Linked DNA regions of Zea mays: region 2 is linked to region 1. The links are chromatin contacts, called in public Hi-C maps. All regions are on one chromosome and are shown on one strand. The core of a region is the stretch at or near the end of the contact, and the rest is flanking DNA. Distances in the headings are between cores, read along the strand shown. Region 1 has its middle 51 kb from the start of LOC109939713. Region 2 holds the start of LOC100194105 (putative protein kinase superfamily protein).

What was found. Hi-C and Micro-C count contacts between places; a contact is called where the count stands out from the background.
Region 2: a contact with region 1 is called in a Hi-C map of leaf, with 4 times the contacts expected there. The contact joins the promoter of LOC100194105 here to the enhancer-like site in region 1. A contact is called at or near these places in 2 of 25 Hi-C or Micro-C datasets (ear and leaf).

What each region holds. Positions count from the first base shown.
Region 1 is chr5:77,737,736-77,742,208 of Zm-B73-REFERENCE-NAM-5.0, forward strand. No RefSeq gene overlaps it. Among protein-coding and RNA genes, the nearest start is that of LOC109939713, 51 kb to the left of the region's middle. Within about 2 kb of position 2,061, at least 16 of the 20 cell types and tissues checked have an H3K27ac peak or open chromatin away from gene starts, as enhancers often do. A contact at or near this core is called in ear and leaf, where this site is marked.
Region 2 is chr5:77,965,060-77,969,532 of Zm-B73-REFERENCE-NAM-5.0, forward strand. It overlaps LOC100194105 (putative protein kinase superfamily protein), which reads left to right and starts at 2,161. Exons shown (of 1, transcript NM_001139158.2): 1 at 2,161-4,405. The coding sequence starts at 2,263. The coding sequence ends at 4,230.

The DNA.
Region 1 (4,473 bases), core at 811-3,310:
GTGACGAGTTCTAAGGATAATGGGAAGTCATCAAGACATGTCAAAAGACGATTGAAGTCTGTCAGAAAGTTGAGAAGCTCTAGAGTTATAAGTGTGACTTATATTTCAACAGATAAAAATCTGGCAGATCCTTTTACCAAGGGACTACCACGTAATGTGATAGAAGTCGCATCGAGAGAGATGGGTATGAGACCCGAATAAAGTTGCCATGGTGGAAACCTAGTCTATGTAATCGGAGATCCCGTGAATTAGGTCCTAGGAAGAACAAGCCATTGGTTAACTGAGGAGAGTAACCTTTGACCCTCTCTAAGAAAAGATGCAATACTCTCAAATGTTGTAAGGCAGGTTGGCTTTGTGCCTTAATGTGTTCTATTGGCTTGTATTAGCAAAGATGTTGTCCTGCAGAACATTCTTGAAAGAACACACCTATATGAGTTAGATTGTCTAACGTCGTAGTCTATGAGATCTAGGTGATCTCTAGTAAACTCATGAAGAGACCTTGGAGTACGACGTATATGCTCCATCCGAGAAGGGGACTACTGGTAGCCAAGTACTGTTCATGACTTCAAGTGAAACCCATTCACGCAAAACTTGCAATTCAAGGCATAGTCCATTGTCCAAGTTGTGGGTTGGTGTAGCTTGGAGTTCTAGGCGGAAGTTCAACTTAACAGTCTCTACTGAAAAACGAGTATATTAAACAGTAGTGAACAGTGGCGAAAACTATAGATGGGCATTTGAGATCTGGTGGGGGATTGTTAGGATTTATGGGCTAGGCCCAAATTGAGAAAATAAAATAAATCCCAGGAAAATCTCAAAAGCCCATATAAGTGTATGGCTAGGGAATAGGTGGAACCAATAGCACCATATTGCTAGTTCTAGTGGAGTAGAGCTAGCTTAAATATGGAAGCCACACTCACTCACCAAGTCATGGATGAGAGGAGAGAGTGTGGAGAGCCACACGCGCGCGCGCGCTCGCTCGCCTGGCCTGGCCTGGCCTGGCCGGGGCGGGGCGCGGGCGCACGACATGCGCGTGAATGGTCCGCCGAAATCCGGCCCCTCGCTTTGCGGGGGCGCGACTTCCTTTTGCTGTTTGAATTTTTGGTTACTTGGCTATTATGTTTAGAATCCTAACCGATCGCTATAAAATCTTAACTGAACGCGAGATTTTCGCGGGCGGATAAGATCAAAGGTAGCTATCTGGTCGCGGACTCGGCCCTATAAAAAGAGCCTGGCAGCCAGCATCCAATTCATCCCGATTTCGCTTTCGCCTCTCTTCATAGTTGAACCGCCTTCCAGTTCCCTTCATCCCGACCACATACGTGCATCTGCGATTAGGAGAGCAGGTCTCCAGAACCCTTCGTCTTCTAGATCCTGCACCAGGAGAGGGCGAATAAGGTTTTTGGGAAGCGTCTTCACGCGACTGCTCGTGATCTTCTGACCTCGTTGACCCTGCTGATTTCGCTGCTACGACGTCGTCGACCCTGCTGATTCCGGTGCACGCCATCTATCGGTATGTCTAATCAGTTAACATCATCTGATTTGACTCTCTACTTCAGTTCTTTTGAATTGGTCATGATTTATATTCGGAATTTAATCTGGAATTTGTCTAATTATTCAACAATCCCGCGGTGTCCAATGCCGTCGAAAAATTCACGGCGCCGAGGACCCCAGTGTTGTTTGCAGAGCCACAGGTAATCTGCAGCACGGCACGACGAAGATCCCCATCCCAACCCTGGTGCCCGGCGGTGAAGGAGCGTGGTGCGGAGCCTCTCCCCTTTGTCCCGCAACACAGGGCATCTTGGTGGTTCTCAACTCAACTTCGTGGCTGCATTGGCTTCGTGGGGCTAGAACAGAGAGGTGGAGGTGGATTATATGGAAGTGAGGGCCAATGACTGAGTCGGCTGGGTCAGCAACCCGATCTACGCGGAGCTAACCTCCCGGTTCGCCTGTTGACTTATTACAGGAAGAAGAAGGTCTGACGATGTGGTCCCGTGTGTCAACGACCCAGGTGTAGAAGAGCGCGTGCCGCATGATTGACGGGCGGACCCCACTCGTCGGCACACCGTTGTAGCAGGACCAGCGGAATTGAGTTGGGCTCGGTGGCAACTGGCTAGGCCGCGCGGGGGAGAGTTAGATGGGTCGCATGGAGCACATTGGTCCCAACCGGTTTTCTTTCTTTTTTTCTTTATTCTTTTCTTTTTCTGGTTTCTCTTTTATTCATTTTGTAAATCCAAATTTGAATTCGAATTTAACTATAAATTTATACCCATTTTAAACATACCCATTGAGTACTCCAGTATGGGAGGCTTTTATTTAATTACATATTTTATTCTCTTTATTTTGGTGTAGTATTTTTCCCTTTCCTATTTTCTTATTTATTTTCATTTATACCTTGAGGTCCCAAGTTTAAATTATGACTCTTTATTAAAATGTTTCACCACATATTCATAAGTATAAAATGCCTATAGTGCATCATTTAATGAAATGAATAGCCATTTAGTTGAATTGAAAACCTTTCTACTACTTCTTTTCTAATATAATTCTTGGTTTCCAAAATTCAGTCCTCGATTTTCAATACTCAAGTATAATTTGAGATTTCGGAATTTGATATTTTATTTATTTATATATTTATTATTATTATTATTATTATTATTATTATTATCATTTTTTGTCGTATACCAATTTTGGACCTTACACATGGGTGGCGAGGTAGGACTCCCACCAGGACTGAGCTGCTCCCCTTAGCAGATGAGGACCATACAGAACCTTCTCACGATTGTTGCACTGAGCGTTATGTAGCTCCCGCTCCACTGTGTGCAACCAGTCTTCGGTGTCCATGGGGTCTGCAGAATGGGCAAAGACAGTGGGATGACCCCTAATGAACTCCGCACGCTTGTCCCTGGGCATCTGCGGCATCTGCACTTGCATATGAGGTTGAGGTGGGGGTTGTTGCTGCACCTATTGCATAGCTGCTAGAGTCTGGCCAATCGCTTGGACTGCCTGGGTCTGCATCAGAAACATCTGTTCAATTGTCATTGGGGATGGTGGTGGCAACTGGCGCTGGGGTGCCTCATCTTGGGGTACCTGCTGCTCCTACTGAGCACACCTTCCACCTCTGCGCCTGTTATCAGACATCTGTAGAAAGCATACACACATCAGATCTGACTCTGCAATCTTTCAGCATAAGAAAAGATGTATAGAATTCTTCATAGCACTGAACAAATGAGCATCTTCACTGACTCTCAACACGACCAAACACAGCTTCTCAGATAAAGAGGAAAGTGGAAATAAAAGATTGCCCAACTAAATGACTAACTTTATTAATAACTATACCAAGTTGCAGGGGATGCCCACACCTTAGTGACAATCATTACAAAGATCCAACTTCATCACGAGTTCATCACGACAAGCATCAAAACATATGATAAGCAAACTAAAATTAACTAAGACTAACTAAGACTAAGACACTGAATTAAACATTATTACAGACTCTGACTCTATCAATCTATTGCTCCAAATCTATATGGGTCCTGCAGTCAGGGGTGCCATAAGCATAATGACCATGGGGCGGCGAGCGGTAAGGGTGCTGAATCCCGATAGGAGCGGGGGAACCATCCTCCTGATGGTAGCGCTCTGCGCACTCAGCACGCTCAGCATGCAGTTCTGCTATCTCCGCCCGAGCCTTGCCCAACTCGTCAAGGGCGAGGTCTAGCTCGGTGTTGAGCACGACGACCAGGTTGACCATGCTGCTCAATTTAGGATTGCCCTCACCAAAGGGTGAGACATTCACACCTCTGGCACTGCCAGTCGAACGGTGAGGGTAGTATTTCAGGTCGAGGCTGTCAGCTACCCCGTTGAACAACGATCAGTACCGTGAAAGCGCACGCCGTGCAGCATCCTGCATGGCTGCCTCTGCAGTGTCCCTCTTAGTGATAGAATAGTGCTCTGAGAAGGCCTTTGCACCCTAGAGATCATCATCCGGACGGCACACCAAGCAAGTAGCCTCCCACTGGTCTGGGTATAACCCGCGACGATGCTGGTAGACTACACAACTATACTCGATGGACCAAGTGTGTCGGTCAAAGGCTCGACGCAGCAAGGTGTCGAGAGCATCGTGAAAATGACAACCGTGGGCGGCGTCACGAGTGATGGGTCGGGCGATTCATCCTTCCATCTCCTGCTCCTCCGAGAGCTCCATGATGTGGCTCGAACTGCCACCGTCGTCGTCGTCTCTGTCTCCGTCAGGGTCTCCTCCAGCAACCGGGATGCCCTATGTTGGTGCAGGCAGCATCTCTGGCTGAGGCTAGAGATGGCCAAATGGGCTGCCCAGCCCGGGCCCGGTGAAGCCTGGCCCGTTTTGGGCTCGGTGAAGCCTGGCCCGTTTTGGGCTCGGCTTGCCAGGCATGGTTAGAAAATCAGGTCGGGCCATTTAAACCCACGGGCTCGTTTTCCTATTCGAGCATGGACCGCAGC
Region 2 (4,473 bases), core at 911-3,410, 230 kb after region 1:
ACTTTTGGAGCACGCCTCCGTGCCACTAGCCGACCCTTAACAAACGGGGCACGGGCGTCCACTCGGATCACCCGTTAGCAACTCACTGGAAACACCATGTTCGGCGCCCTCCAAGGGCAACATGGCGCTTTCCCCCCTTCCTCCTTGCGGAAAGGCGACGAAGGGGCGTATAATAAAAGTCGAGACAGTCCTTGATCATTCTCTCGCTCCGTGCAGAGGCTCGGGGGCTGCTCTCGCAACCCGGCTATGGCCAAACTGTTGACAGCGTCAACAAACCAGCCTAAAAACTCGGAACCTGACCATGCACCCGGGCTACGACCAGGCCGCATGAGGGAACAACCAGGCCGGCCGAGGCATCACAAAAAGCATTAAGACCTCAGAGGAGTCAAACCACTCCTCCGAGGCCTCGGGGGCTACACCCGGCGGGTGCGCTCGCGCGTACCCACCGGAACAAAATATAACCGAGAAAGGCCGGTCCCCTCACAAAAAATGCGGCAAAGCCTCCAAGCGAGTACCAACACTCCCTTCGAGGCTCGGGGGCTACTGTCGGGTACCGTAATTAGGGGTACCCCCAACACTCCTAAACACGGCTGGTAACCACCCTCAGCACTCACCGCAAAGACTGATGGGCACGGTTCAGGTCAAGGCCTCGTCTACCAAGGGACGCAATCTCGCCTCGTCCGAGCCCGGCCTCGGGCGGGAATAGTAGTCTCGGACGAATTCACGCCTCGCCCGAGGGCCTCCTCAGGCGGTGGGCGCACCCTCGACTCGCCCGAAGCCTAGCTCGGGCAGGCTTCGTTGAGAAGCAACCTTGGCCAAATCGCCTTACTAGACCGTATCGCAGGCGCATTCAATGCAAAGATCGCCTGACACCTTATCCTGACACGCGCGCCGCAGTCGGCAAGGTCGAAGTGACCGCAGTCACTTCGCCCTTTCACTGACCGACCTGACAAGAAAACAGCGCTGCTTGCCCCGCTCCGACTGTTGCGCCACCCACCGGGGTAAGACTGACAACAGCCGAGTTCAGCCTCGGGCGCAACAGAAAGCTCCGCCTCGCCCGACCTTAGGCCTCGGCCTTGGGAGGAGGTCTCCGCCTCGCCCGACCCCAGGACTCGGCCTCAGCCTCGGCCTCGGGAGGAATCGCGTCCTCGCCCGACCCCGACCTCGGCCTCAGGAGAAGTCTCCGCCTCGCCCGACCTTGGGCTCGGACCGACCGCGCCACAGGGGATACATCATTACCCTACTCCTAGCTAGCTCAGGCTACGAGGGAACAAAACCGGCGTCCCATCTGGCTCACCCCGGTAACAGGTAATGATGGTTCCCCGCGTGCGTCCATGACGTCGGTGGTTCTCTGCCCCCTACGGAAACAAGGAGACGTCAGCAGGATTCCAGCCGCACCGCCAGCTGTGCTTCTACATGGCTCAGGCACTTCTCCGACGACCACGTTATCGTGCACACAGGGCTCAAGCACTCCTCCAACAGCCACGTTGGCATGTACACAGGGCTCAGGCACTTCTCTGCCAGACACGTTAGCGCATAGCTACACTCCCATTGTACATCTGGACTCTCTCCTTGCATCTATAAAAGGGTGGTCCAGGGCCTTCCTGCGGGGGGTCGCGCGGGGACGAGCAAACGAACAGGCTCTCTCTCCCTCTCGTGACGCTTGTAACCCCTACTACGAGCACCCCCGGTGCGAGATAATACAAGCCGCATTCCCCCCTTGTGTTTCGTCTTGCGCCAACTCATCTGGGCAGGGGCATGCAGCGATAAAATTCACTGGTCGGCTCGGTGGAGGGTCCCCAGGTCCGAAACGCCGACACCTAGGTAAGAATGCAAATATTAATAAGTTAAATATAAGATCAACAAGTTTAATATAGTCAAATAAATTGAAGAACTAATCATAGAAAAAAAGTTAGAAAAATTATGATAAATTACGAACCAAACAAAACCAACCTTAGAAAAATTCAGACGATATATGGTAAGCAGCGAACAAACAAGCCCAGCTCCCTACAACAGTCAACAGAGCCGCGGACAAAGAGATTATCTATGTTAGCAGAATTTACAACGTCGGACCGGGTTTTAGCGGTACAATTTCGCGACAATAGACAGATGTTTGAAAATGCTCGGACCATTAGTACAGTAACGTGACGGGCGCAGCTTATCCACCATCCTTCTTCTTCCCTGGCCACGGCCGCCAAACAGCAGTCAACACCAACCGCCCCCACCCCACCCCCACCCCCACCCACTCTTCTGATCTTCTCCATGTGCCGCCTCCGTCTCCTCCTCCGCCCCATCTCGCGGCCTCATCTCCATCCCCTTCCGCCTCCCATGTGCCGCCTCCGTCTCCTCCTTCCCTTCTTCCTCCTCCTCCGCCCCATCCCACACGCGTCCCAACCGGCCGCCCCCTCTCCGGCGCTGCAATGCGCTCTCAACTTCACGGCGCTGCTCCCCTTCCTCGCGCCGCCGCTGCCGTCGGACGACGCCTCCCGCTGCGCGGTCGCCACGCAGTCCGTCGCCTTTCTCCTCTCGCTCCACCTCGCGGCCACATCGTCCTTCGTGCTCCCACCCGACGCCTCCTCCTGCCTGTCCCCGCTCCGCGCCGCGCTCCCCTACCCGCTCCCCGCGTCGGCCTGCGGCCTCTCGGGCCTCGACGCCGCCCTCGCCTCCCCGGGCTGCGGCAACGTCTCCACGGTCGCCGACTTCGACGCGCTCGTCCCGCCCAGCTCGCGCGGGGACATCGACGCCAGCTGCGACCGCGACCTCTCCGCCGTCCCTGACTGCACCGCCTGCTCCACCGCGCTCAGCAAGGCCGCCGCGGCCTATCTCCTGGCTGGATCCCCGAGCGCCAGGAGTAACAACGTCACCGGGTGCGTGCAGTACCCCTCCATCTACGCTGGCGCCGAGGCTAGCCCGCACGGGCCCGCCGACCCGGCCACTGCCTACTGCCTCTTTCTACTCAAGGCGAACCCGCCTCAGTCCCACAGCTCCGGTGCCGCCCCCTGGGTCTACGGCGTCGCATTCGGCTCCCTCGCGGCAGTGCTGCTCCTCGCCGCAGCCTTGGGATGCTGCTTCGTCGTGAGGCGAAGGCAGGCGCGAGATGCCGCTGCCGCCCTGGCTGCGGACAGCAGGAGCAAGCGCTCTCAGGCCATGGAGTCCATCAGCGCCAGCACCACGCTCGTCAAGTTCACCTACGACGATATCAAGGCTGCCACCGACGGATTCGCCAGGAAGAGTATTATTGGCCAGGGTGGCTTTGGGAATGTCTACAAGGGGGTGCTGCGCGACGGTGCTGAGGTGGCGGTGAAGCGGTTCAAGAACTGCTCCGCGGCTGGGGACGCCGCCTTTGCCCATGAGGTGGAAGTGGTGGCCAGCGTGCGCCATGTCAACTTGGTTGCGCTGCGTGGGTACTGCATTGCCACCACACAGAGAGAAGGCCACCAGCGGATGATCGTTTGCGACCTGATGCATAATGGCAGCTTGTATGACCATCTGTTTGCTGCCGGAGAATGCCAGTTAGCGTGGCCGGTGCGGCAGAGGATTGCCATTGGCATGGCAAGAGGGCTGGCCTACCTGCATCGCGGTGCACAGCCAGCCATTATTCACAGGGATATCAAAGCGAGCAACATCTTGCTTGATGATGAATTTGAGGCCAAGGTGGCTGATTTTGGACTGGCCAAGTTTGCACCTGAAGGGATGACGCATGTGAGCACAAGGGTTGCCGGAACACTAGGTTATGTTGCCCCAGAGTATGCACTCTACGGCCAATTGACTGAGAAGAGCGATGTGTATAGCTTTGGTGTTGTGCTTCTTGAGCTTCTGAGTGGAAAGAAGGCATTCATTTCTCTCAGCGAGGGACAGAGCTTTGTGCTCACTGATTGGGCTTGGTCTTTGGTGCGAAGGGGGAGGACAGTGGAGGTGATCCAAGAGGGAATGGTTGATCCTGGTCCAACTAAGGTGATGGAGAAGTACGTGCTTGTTGGTGCACTCTGCACACATCCCCAGTTGCATGCAAGGCCGACAATGGAGCAGGCGCTGAAGATACTTGAGGCTGATTCAGTACCAAGTCCTTTGATTATTCCCGAGAGGCCAATCCCTGTTGTTGCAAACCTGGCCGAGATTGAGAGGTCAGCCAGCAGCAGTGGATCAGGTCAGCTGTTTAGCCCCTCTGGTTTCCGATCTTTTATTCATGCAAATGAGGATGCTGCTCTGGTGTCTCCAAATGACACATGACAATTTACTTAGACAATTAGTGAGATGATATCACTATAATTCACTGTGTACCATATTTGTTTTTGTTTGCTCGATTTTGTTCCATCGGCTTACAAACTCATGGCAAATATTGTATATATCAATTTGTAGTTTTGCCCCAACACAAAAACTGAAGTTCTTGGGTGACTTCATTGAACTTTTTTGGTGACATTTCCATTGCTACATATTGAACTTTCCAATCTCCAGTAACTGTTCATTGGGATG